Linked DNA regions of Rattus norvegicus: region 1 is linked to region 2. A link is a contact called in public Hi-C data. All regions are on one chromosome and are shown on one strand. Each heading gives the region's core, a stretch centred on a gene start, on an enhancer-like site or on the middle of the called end of the contact. The rest is flanking DNA. Distances are from core to core; before and after follow the strand shown.

Region 1 (4,145 bases), core at 1,016-3,515, 170 kb before region 2:
AAGAAAAATTTAATGCCACTCAGAGCAACCTCACATTTAAAGTACCTGAAGAACTCCCCTTGAAAATTCACACAGATATACAACTTCCTCCTGCTAAAGCACTTATTTTTATTTATTGAGACAAAGTCCCAGGTTTGTCTAAACTTTTCCTTTTCTTTTTTCTTTCTCTTTCTTTTTCTTTTTTTTTGAGAGAAGGTCTCACATAGTCTTGGCTATCCTGGAACTCACCATGTAGACCAGGCTGCCTCAGACGAGATCTGCCAGCCTCTGCCTCCCACACGCTAGGATTAAAAAGAGTGTGCCACAGTGCTCAGCTTTGCCTTGAACTTTCTACACAGCTAAGGATGGCCTTGAACTTCTGATCCTTCTGCTTCTACCTCCTGAGTTTCGATTAGTCACTGATGACCACAGCAGTTTTATGGGGTTCTAGGAAGTGAACCTAGGCCCTGTGTGTACAAGACAAGCACTTTACCAACCTAGCATTTTTTTTTCTTCCACATCTGTTACCATTCCCCAGGTACCCACCTCAAGTTGGGCCTGATACCCTGAGTCAGCTTTTGGCCCCGAAGAACTTTAGTAGGGGTATAGAGGTATGGCTTGGTGGTTAAGAGTTCAAGACTGTTCTTCCAGAGGACCTGAGCTGAATTCCCAGCACACGCTCGATGGCTCACAACCATCTGTAACTCCAGGTCCAGGAGATAGGATGCCTTCCCCTGTTCTGCAAAGGTGCCAGGCACAGGAGTGGTACACAGGCACGCACGCACGCAGGCAAAATGCTCACATACATAAAAGACGAAAGTGGTCAAAATTTTTTCAAAAGGGCTTTTGGGAAATTTACCGTGATTGCTACTGAACAAACAGGGCTCAGATGTCAATCATTTTAAAATTGAAAAGTGTGTTTGCTTCTAACTTGTTACAGTGCAGAGGTACCAGCCTCCCTTGGCCCCGTGGCTCCCACTTTCCACATTCTTCTATTTCCTGGATAATGTTTGGCTGTCTCCACATGAGGTCATGGAGAAACACAATTAACGTCACTGATTTAATTATGGAGCCTCTCATAGGACTTTTCAAGGCAAGAAGAGCTTCAAGGTTTTTACCTCCAAGGCCTCCCTCCTCTTCTGGGTGAGCGTCCCCAATCTATCCCACTGGTCGCAAATTTTCTGGCAACGATCATTGACGTTCACAGCATCGTGGTAGTCCAGTTCACTATGGAAAGCAAGAAATAAAGGTTAATTCTTCCAGATGGTGTGTGTGTGTGCGCGCGGGCACTTGTAGAGGTCAGAAGAGGACGATGGATCACCTGGAGCTGGGGTTATAGGCAGTTGTGAGCTGCCTGATGTGGATTCTGGGAACTGAACCTGTGTCCTCAGCAGGGTAGGTCATGAAGCACTCTTAGCCTCTGAGTCATCTCCCCTGGATCTGTGTTGGGGTTTTCAACATGGGTTCTGGGTGATTGAATGTATGTCCTCAACTGGCGGCCATCTCCCATTATCCAGTACTTGCCCCATGCCTTTCTCTTTTAAAGACCTGATAGAAAACCAGGAGGGAGGCTAGTGAGATGGCTCAACCACTGAGGGAACCTGCCACCAATTTGACGGCATGAATTCGATCCCTAATATTGTCTTCTGACCTCCACAGATGTGCTAATGTAATTACTCCTGACCCAGACAAGGAGGTCCCTGGGGCTCACTAGGCAGCCAGCATAGCTGAGTCATGCAAGCTCTTGCCCATCAGAAAATTATATATTTAAAAAAAATATGTGGAGGGTGACCTGCTGAAAACATCTGAGGGCGACTTCTGACCTCTGACCTCTGGCCTCTGCATCACCTCAGGAATTCCCGACCCCTAATCCCCCACATACACATACACAAAATACAAAGGTAATAGAAAACTGGTAGGGCATTTCAGGGTTTCTTGAATTGTCCCCACTGGAAATATTATCACTCAGAATAAATTATAAGCGTTAATACAAATCCTGTTAGTTAAAGGTTTTCAAAACAGCACTGTCTTCTTAATGCCCCTGGCTAGCTTTCTCTTCCTGTGTCCTCTGAGGCCTCCTGAGAGCATGATTTTTAAATGGAAACAACAAGGAGAGCCAACTATCTGACCCAGGTGGCTGGAACACTAAAATGAGTCATAGGGAAGGGGGTGTCCACTTGGCAGGGTTCTGTGTCCTTGGCTTCTCTAGAAGGACATGCAGCTTGCTGCCTACTGAGTGACTAGTCCAGGAGGGAGCTGTGACATTAGCCAGCACAGAAAGACTTCTAAAACTGGGCAGGCTGGAGCTCTTCCATTTAGGGACAATGACTCTTTGGACTATTGGATGCCTCTAGTGTGGTAGAAAGAACAAAACAAACAGAAAGTTTGGTTAAAACTTAACCTCATCTCAGGGGTAAATGCCTGGGTCCTCCTTAAAAGTGGCTACCCTACCAGGCTAAGAGGAGAGCAGGAACTGTGGCGATCAGAAGACATTTGCAGGAGGCTTCTTTGAAAACAGCCTGAGAGGAGAGAACTTTCCAGAAGTGCCCTGCTCCCCTGAAAATCATGTCCTTGAGACTTCGGTTTTATTAATTTATTAATTTATAAATGTGTGGGTGCATGGCCCCTCTGCCATTTCCTTTTTCATATACTCGCCTGCGTTTGCTGACTTTACTGTTTCTTTTGCTGAGCAGAGAAAATGTATCTGATTGTTATCTGGCTGTTCTTCCAGAACATTCTGAAAGGGGCAGAAGCTCCCTGTCACCTCGTTAGAGCTTGTCCTGTCCTTAAGAGCAACCACCAGCTATCTACAAACATGGGCTTTTCATGTAACCAAAGTTGATTTAGATCTTTATACTTGGAGTACAAACTGAAAACCAAACCCAGTACCTGCCCTGAGATGCTATACTATGCTGATTTTAAAATGGCAAGAGAGTAGATCTTTAACGTGGAAACATTAAAGAGATAAGTCTTTTCCAGAAATTTCTGGATGTTTCCATCTGATATGTCCCTTGTGGCCTGGTGTGTGAATGCTTGGTCCCTGGCTAGTTGCATGAATTTGAAGAAAGTGGAGCACTGTGGCATAAGTAAGTCACAAAGGGTGGGCCTCAGGGGGTCAGACTCAACTCGGGCTCTACTCTGGGTATGTTGGCTGTGGTGGTTTTAATATACTTGGCCCATGAGAAGTGGCACTATTAGGGAGGGTGGCCTTGTTGGACTAGGTGTGGGTGGCCTCGTTGGAGGAAGTGTGTCAGTCACTGTGTAGGTGGACTCTGAGGTCTCCTAGTGTTCAGGCTATGCCCAGTGTGGGACAGAGCCTCCTCTGGGATGCCTGCAGGAGACAATCCCCTTCTGCTACCTGCAAATGAAGATGTAGAACCCTTGGCTCCTCCAGCACCAAGTCTACCTGCCCTCTGCCTTGCTTTCTGCCATGACGATAAATGCACTAAACCTTTGAAACTGGAAGCCCCAATTAAATGTTTACCCTTACACGAGTTGCCTTGGTCACGGTGTCTCTTCCCAGCAATGAAAGCCTAACAAAGACACTGCCTAGTCTTATGTCAGCTTGACACAACCTAGAGACAACTAAGAGGAGAGAACAACCTCATTTCAATCAACGGCTCCATAAGGCTGGCCTGTGGGCAAGCCTGGAGGGCTGTCCTGGAACTCACTCTGTACATCAAGCTAGCCTCGAGCTCAGAGACTCACCTGCCTCTGCCTCTAGAGTGAGGGGATTAAAGGTGTGTACCACTACTGCCCAACATTTCTTGATTAATAATTGATATGGGAGAGCACAGTCCATTGTAGGTGGTGATTCTGGGATACATAAAACAAAAACAAAACAAAACTGAGGGCTGAAGAGATGGCTTAGCCATTAAGAGCACTTGTCACTTTTACAAAGGACCTAAGCTCAAATCCCAGCACCCACATGGTGGTTTACAACCATTCCTAACTCCATCTTCTACTCTCCATAGTTACCAAGCATGTAAGTAGTATACATACATATATACATACATACATACATACATACATACATACATACATACACACACATACATACACACATACACACACAACACTCACACAAAACACTCACACATAAAAGAAAAGATCATCCTTAAAAAAAAGAAGAAGAAAAGAAGCAAACTGAGCAAGCCAGGAGGAGC
Region 2 (4,345 bases), core at 654-3,153:
TCAAACTTTCCTATGTCAATTAAATTCCTTTACTGATGGTTACCAGACAACAGTGAGTATTACCAAAGACCTACCATATATTCTTAATAATGTATTTATACATAAAAGAGCCACCAAAGAGTGGAACTAATTAAAAGGATAGAGAGGTATGGCCTTGTTGGGAAAACTGTGTCACTGGAGGTGGGACCAAGCCAGGTCCAGTGTCTCTCCCTTCCCGCTGCCTGGGAATCCAAATGTAGAACTTTCAGCTACGTCTCCAGCACCATGTCTGCCTGCATCCCACATGCTCCCCAGTCGTGACGACCATAGACCCAAACCTCTGAAACTATAAGCACGCTCCAATTAAATGCTTTCCTCTACAAGTGTTCCTTTATATGTTTCCATTATGGTGTCTTCACAGCAGTAGAACAGAGGCTAAGGCATCCTGTCAAGATCATTTTTAAGGGCTAAAGGCACAGATTGAATAGAGAGCTTGCCTAGTGTGATGAGGCCCCAGGTTCTATGCCAGCACCGCAAAACCAACAAGTCAAAAGCAGTAAATACAAATAAAATACAAACTAGAAGGTCAGTGGCCATTTGCTTGAGCTCAGTATGCCTGAAACCCTGGGTTCAATCCTCAACACCTAACAAAAGGTGGGGAAAGGGTTTGGAGGTGTGGCTCAGTGGTAGAGAACTTGTCTAACAAGCTCAAGGTCCTGGGTTCAGTCCCTAACACACAAGACACAGACCCCTAAACTAAAACAATGGCAAATATCACTCGAGCAGTGCTTTGACAACAGTCATTTAACTTTTCCTATTTGAGTAGGAATCACACGGTGGGGCTGTCCTGAGGATTAAACTAGTTTACATAGTAGAAAATAGCTCAGTATGTGTCAGCTGTTACTAACAGAAGACGTTGGTTTTCTTCAGCCAGCCAAATTAAATAAGTTGAGGGTGGGGTGGGGGCGGCATAGTTACTCCTCTGAATACTAGAAGCACTGTTCTGCATCCGCCTGGTTTTTAAAAGAGTGCATGCTTTGCACTTTCGCAGTGTCCTTACTACCTCTAGGCTTGATGGCTCAAACCAGAACCAGGCCAGAAAATGAAACTAGAGTTTCCTGTGGTTTACTTCCTACAATTCCTTCAGGCTGTTAACAATAGGCACTCGCTGAATCGCTTTTATACCGGAGAACAGAAAATTACATCTCTCTTGGTTACACCCCTAAAGACCACCCTAGGCCCCTACCTAGCATCTGTCATTAACTCATTTTAGTCAAATCCTTTGAACCTTTCATTCTGTTCTGTGCAATTCAGGAAGCACGAACACGAGCAAAAAGGAGACAAGAATTGCCATTACCACATCCATAATTGATAGCTTGCCTAGAGAGAGATCAAGATGACCTAGGCTGGCATTAAATAACTAGTCTCCGAAGTCTCCAGGCATGTCTCACCGTCACAGCCACAACAAGCTATGACTTAGGTTTTAGGACGATCCCCAACCCAGAGAAATTGCGTTTCCCCGTGTTTAACGTTGGCATCGAATGACTCAGCAGCCTAAAGTGCGTGTCTAGAATCGCGCAGTGTGACAGAGCTGTCAATCACCTGTCCCCGGGCCTGTCATTCTTGGGGATCCAGGTGATGCTCGCCTTTCCACGGCAGGGGAGCCGCCCGGCGAAGAGCCCTCACCCGTGGCAGGTAGCGTTGTCCCAACAATACGGTCCGATTACAAGCCTCAACCCACGACCGCTCCCGGTGTCTGGTGGCCCGTGCGCGTGTCACGAAGGGGACGGCGGGACGCCGTGTCCACACTCGAACCTCCCTTCGGATTCCAATCCGGGAACAGTGATATCCCGATGCCCCTGAGCCCGCAGTCGCCAGGACTCACCCCAGCCAGGTGGTAGTAGGTGCTGCGCTCCGACGTGTGTCCTCTGTCGGACGCCGTCCGGGTTCCCGGAGCGGCTACAGGCCGAGGGCGGGGTCAGCCTGCAGCCGTTTCCGTGCGAACGACTGCAGGGGCGGGGCGTCCGAACGCTGGGAGTTGGGGCTGTTAGGCTCTTCCTGTCACCCACGCAAACTACTGGCTGGCTGCGGGAGTGGGTGTCTAGGCTTGGGGTATGGCTCACCTCACGTGCTGGAAGCACCCAGGTTGATTTCCATCCCCCAGCTCTGCACAAATCGGTCGGGGTGCACCCAGCCCTTGCGATGTGGAGGCAGGAGTATTATAAATTCAATGTCATACTAGAGAATTTAAGGCATTCTCGGTTACTCTGGGTCAGACACACCATCTCAAGGGTGGTGTTAAAAAAACATTTAAAGAGTAATCGTGGCGAATGCTTCCTTAGGAAACAGTTTAGATACTGCGGTGCTCTGTTCTGAGCAAAGTAGATAGATAGATGGTCAGTAAGCACTTAGCTGCATAGTCAGAGGCCTGCACGACTGACCGTTTGCCCCGTTATTGTTCAAACAAATACAAGTAAGGCTGTACGGCACTGAGAACGGCTGGCCAAGCTGCTTAGTTTAGATGTACTAACGGCCTCAAGGTTATGCTCTTCTCTGGATACTGCCCATGTTTGTTTTTAAAGGACATGTTTGACATAGCCATTTGGTCTTTTGGCTGGTTTGTGTTTTATTTATTTTGAACTTGGATTTTTTTTTTTACAAGCTTCTTAGCAGCAACTTCATGTTTGATTCGTTGTTACTTTTTCTCCTTTTGTCCATTCTAAATTTGATTCACTCCAAGAGTCTACCCAAATAGCTGGAGTTAACCCTTGATATACGTTGCTTTAGCTCTGTTGTTATTATTAGATGTGGTGGGCTTCTCACTACACTTTCTGGGGTTTGTAAGTTGAGATAGGGTGTGGAGAGTTTTGGAGGCCACTTCTAGAAACTTGACAGGAATTTGACCTTGGGCTGGGATGTGGAAGTAAGCTCAGGTAGGAATCTGATTTGGGGCTAAAACAAAGAAGTAGGCTTCAGGCAAGAACTTGACTTTGGGCTAGGACAGAGAAGTAGGCTCAGATATCTCGGTCATCCTGGTAAACCCCTAGAAACAGTGATCACAGGACTTTGCTTATTACCTTGTTTGTTCCTTGGCCCAGAACTGATCTTATTATTTAGCATGTACTAAAAGTGGTGTGAAAGCAGACTGGAAAAGAAATAAACCAGCCTAAGCCTCAGAACTGGCTAGGGTCGTGCTACAGTGCTGTCTAGTTGTCTTTTTTCTTTTAATCCTCATGCCCTACCCAGAGAACCTGTTGACTGGCTGAGCTGGTTTGGTCAATAGGGAATTTGCCTTACACATTCCCAACACCTAATGTAATGCCTCTAAAGAAAGGTTCCTAAGGATTGGGTTGAATGCTACATTACTTGAAAGTGAAGAACAGTTGAATATCTTCAGTTTGGCCTGAGTTGACCTGCTTCTTTACAAAGTTAAAATAAGATAAATTCCCCTCGGTGCTGGATGCATTCCAAGTTGTGGGAATAGCTAGTACAAAGTCCTGGGGCTCCTGAAAGCAACAGTGTGCTCTGAAAATAAAGATCAACATGCTGGGTCTGATGGGAGGTCCCTTAGGAGCACAGATAGAATGGGAAAACAGACTTGGCCAGGAAGAAAAGAAAGAAAGAGAAAGGAAGAAAGAAGAGAGAGGGAGAGAGAGGGAGAGGGAGAGAGAGGGAGAGAGAGAGAGAGAGAGAGAGAGAGAGAGAGAGAGAGAAAGGGGGAGAGAGAGAGAGATATCAAATTTAGAGACATGCTGGGAATGGCTACAGGTACCCAAAACAGAGAACATTCAGGTTGCTGAATGCTCAAGGCGTCATAGAACACAAACAGGATTGATGAGTGTTGCAGCAGAGGTCACTGGGAACTGACTTTAAAGCAGTGTAGAAATGAGAGCTGGAGGAGCCATAACCTGGAGAAACATTTAGCTGGGAAGAATTGAGAAGCAAGCAAGTGGAAGAGTAAAGAATGGTTTTCACTGGGGCTGGAGAGAATCCTACACTTGCACATGGCATTTGCAGAAGACCCAAGCAGGTTCCCAGAACCTACAACTGCAGTTCACAACCATTCGTAACTCTAGGTTCAGAGGATAACAACTTCTGGTCTCGACAGCCTCCTCTACTCATGTATACACATACATCATACACACGAACCTTTTTTTTTTTTTTAAGATTTTCATTTTCCAGGAATAGATATTTTTGAGATACTGTGGTCCTATGTAGACTAGCTTTGAACTATTCAGTTCTTTTGCTTCATTCTCCTAAGTACTAAGATCACATGTTTTCTGCCTTATTTTTAAAAAGACAATACAACAGACTTTGTAACCATGACATTTAGACTTTGTAACCATGAGACACAATAAGAAGTGTT

What was found. Hi-C and Micro-C count contacts between places; a contact is called where the count stands out from the background.
Region 1: a contact with region 2 is called in a Hi-C map of liver, with 2.5 times the contacts expected there. The contact joins the enhancer-like site here to the promoter of Lgals8 in region 2. A contact is called at or near these places in 2 of 12 Hi-C or Micro-C datasets (both in liver).

What each region holds. Positions count from the first base shown.
Region 1 is chr17:62,887,186-62,891,330 of GRCr8, reverse strand. Actn2 (actinin alpha 2) reads right to left here. Exons shown (of 21, transcript NM_001170325.1): 13 at 1,098-1,206. Among named protein-coding and RNA genes, the nearest start is that of Trnas-aga47, 6.0 kb to the right of the region's middle. Within about 2 kb of position 2,265, at least 12 of the 93 cell types and tissues checked have an H3K27ac peak or open chromatin away from gene starts, as enhancers often do. A contact at or near this core is called in liver, where this site is marked.
Region 2 is chr17:62,717,411-62,721,755 of GRCr8, reverse strand. It overlaps Lgals8 (galectin 8), which reads right to left and starts at 1,903. Exons shown (of 10, transcript NM_053862.2): 1 at 1,865-1,903.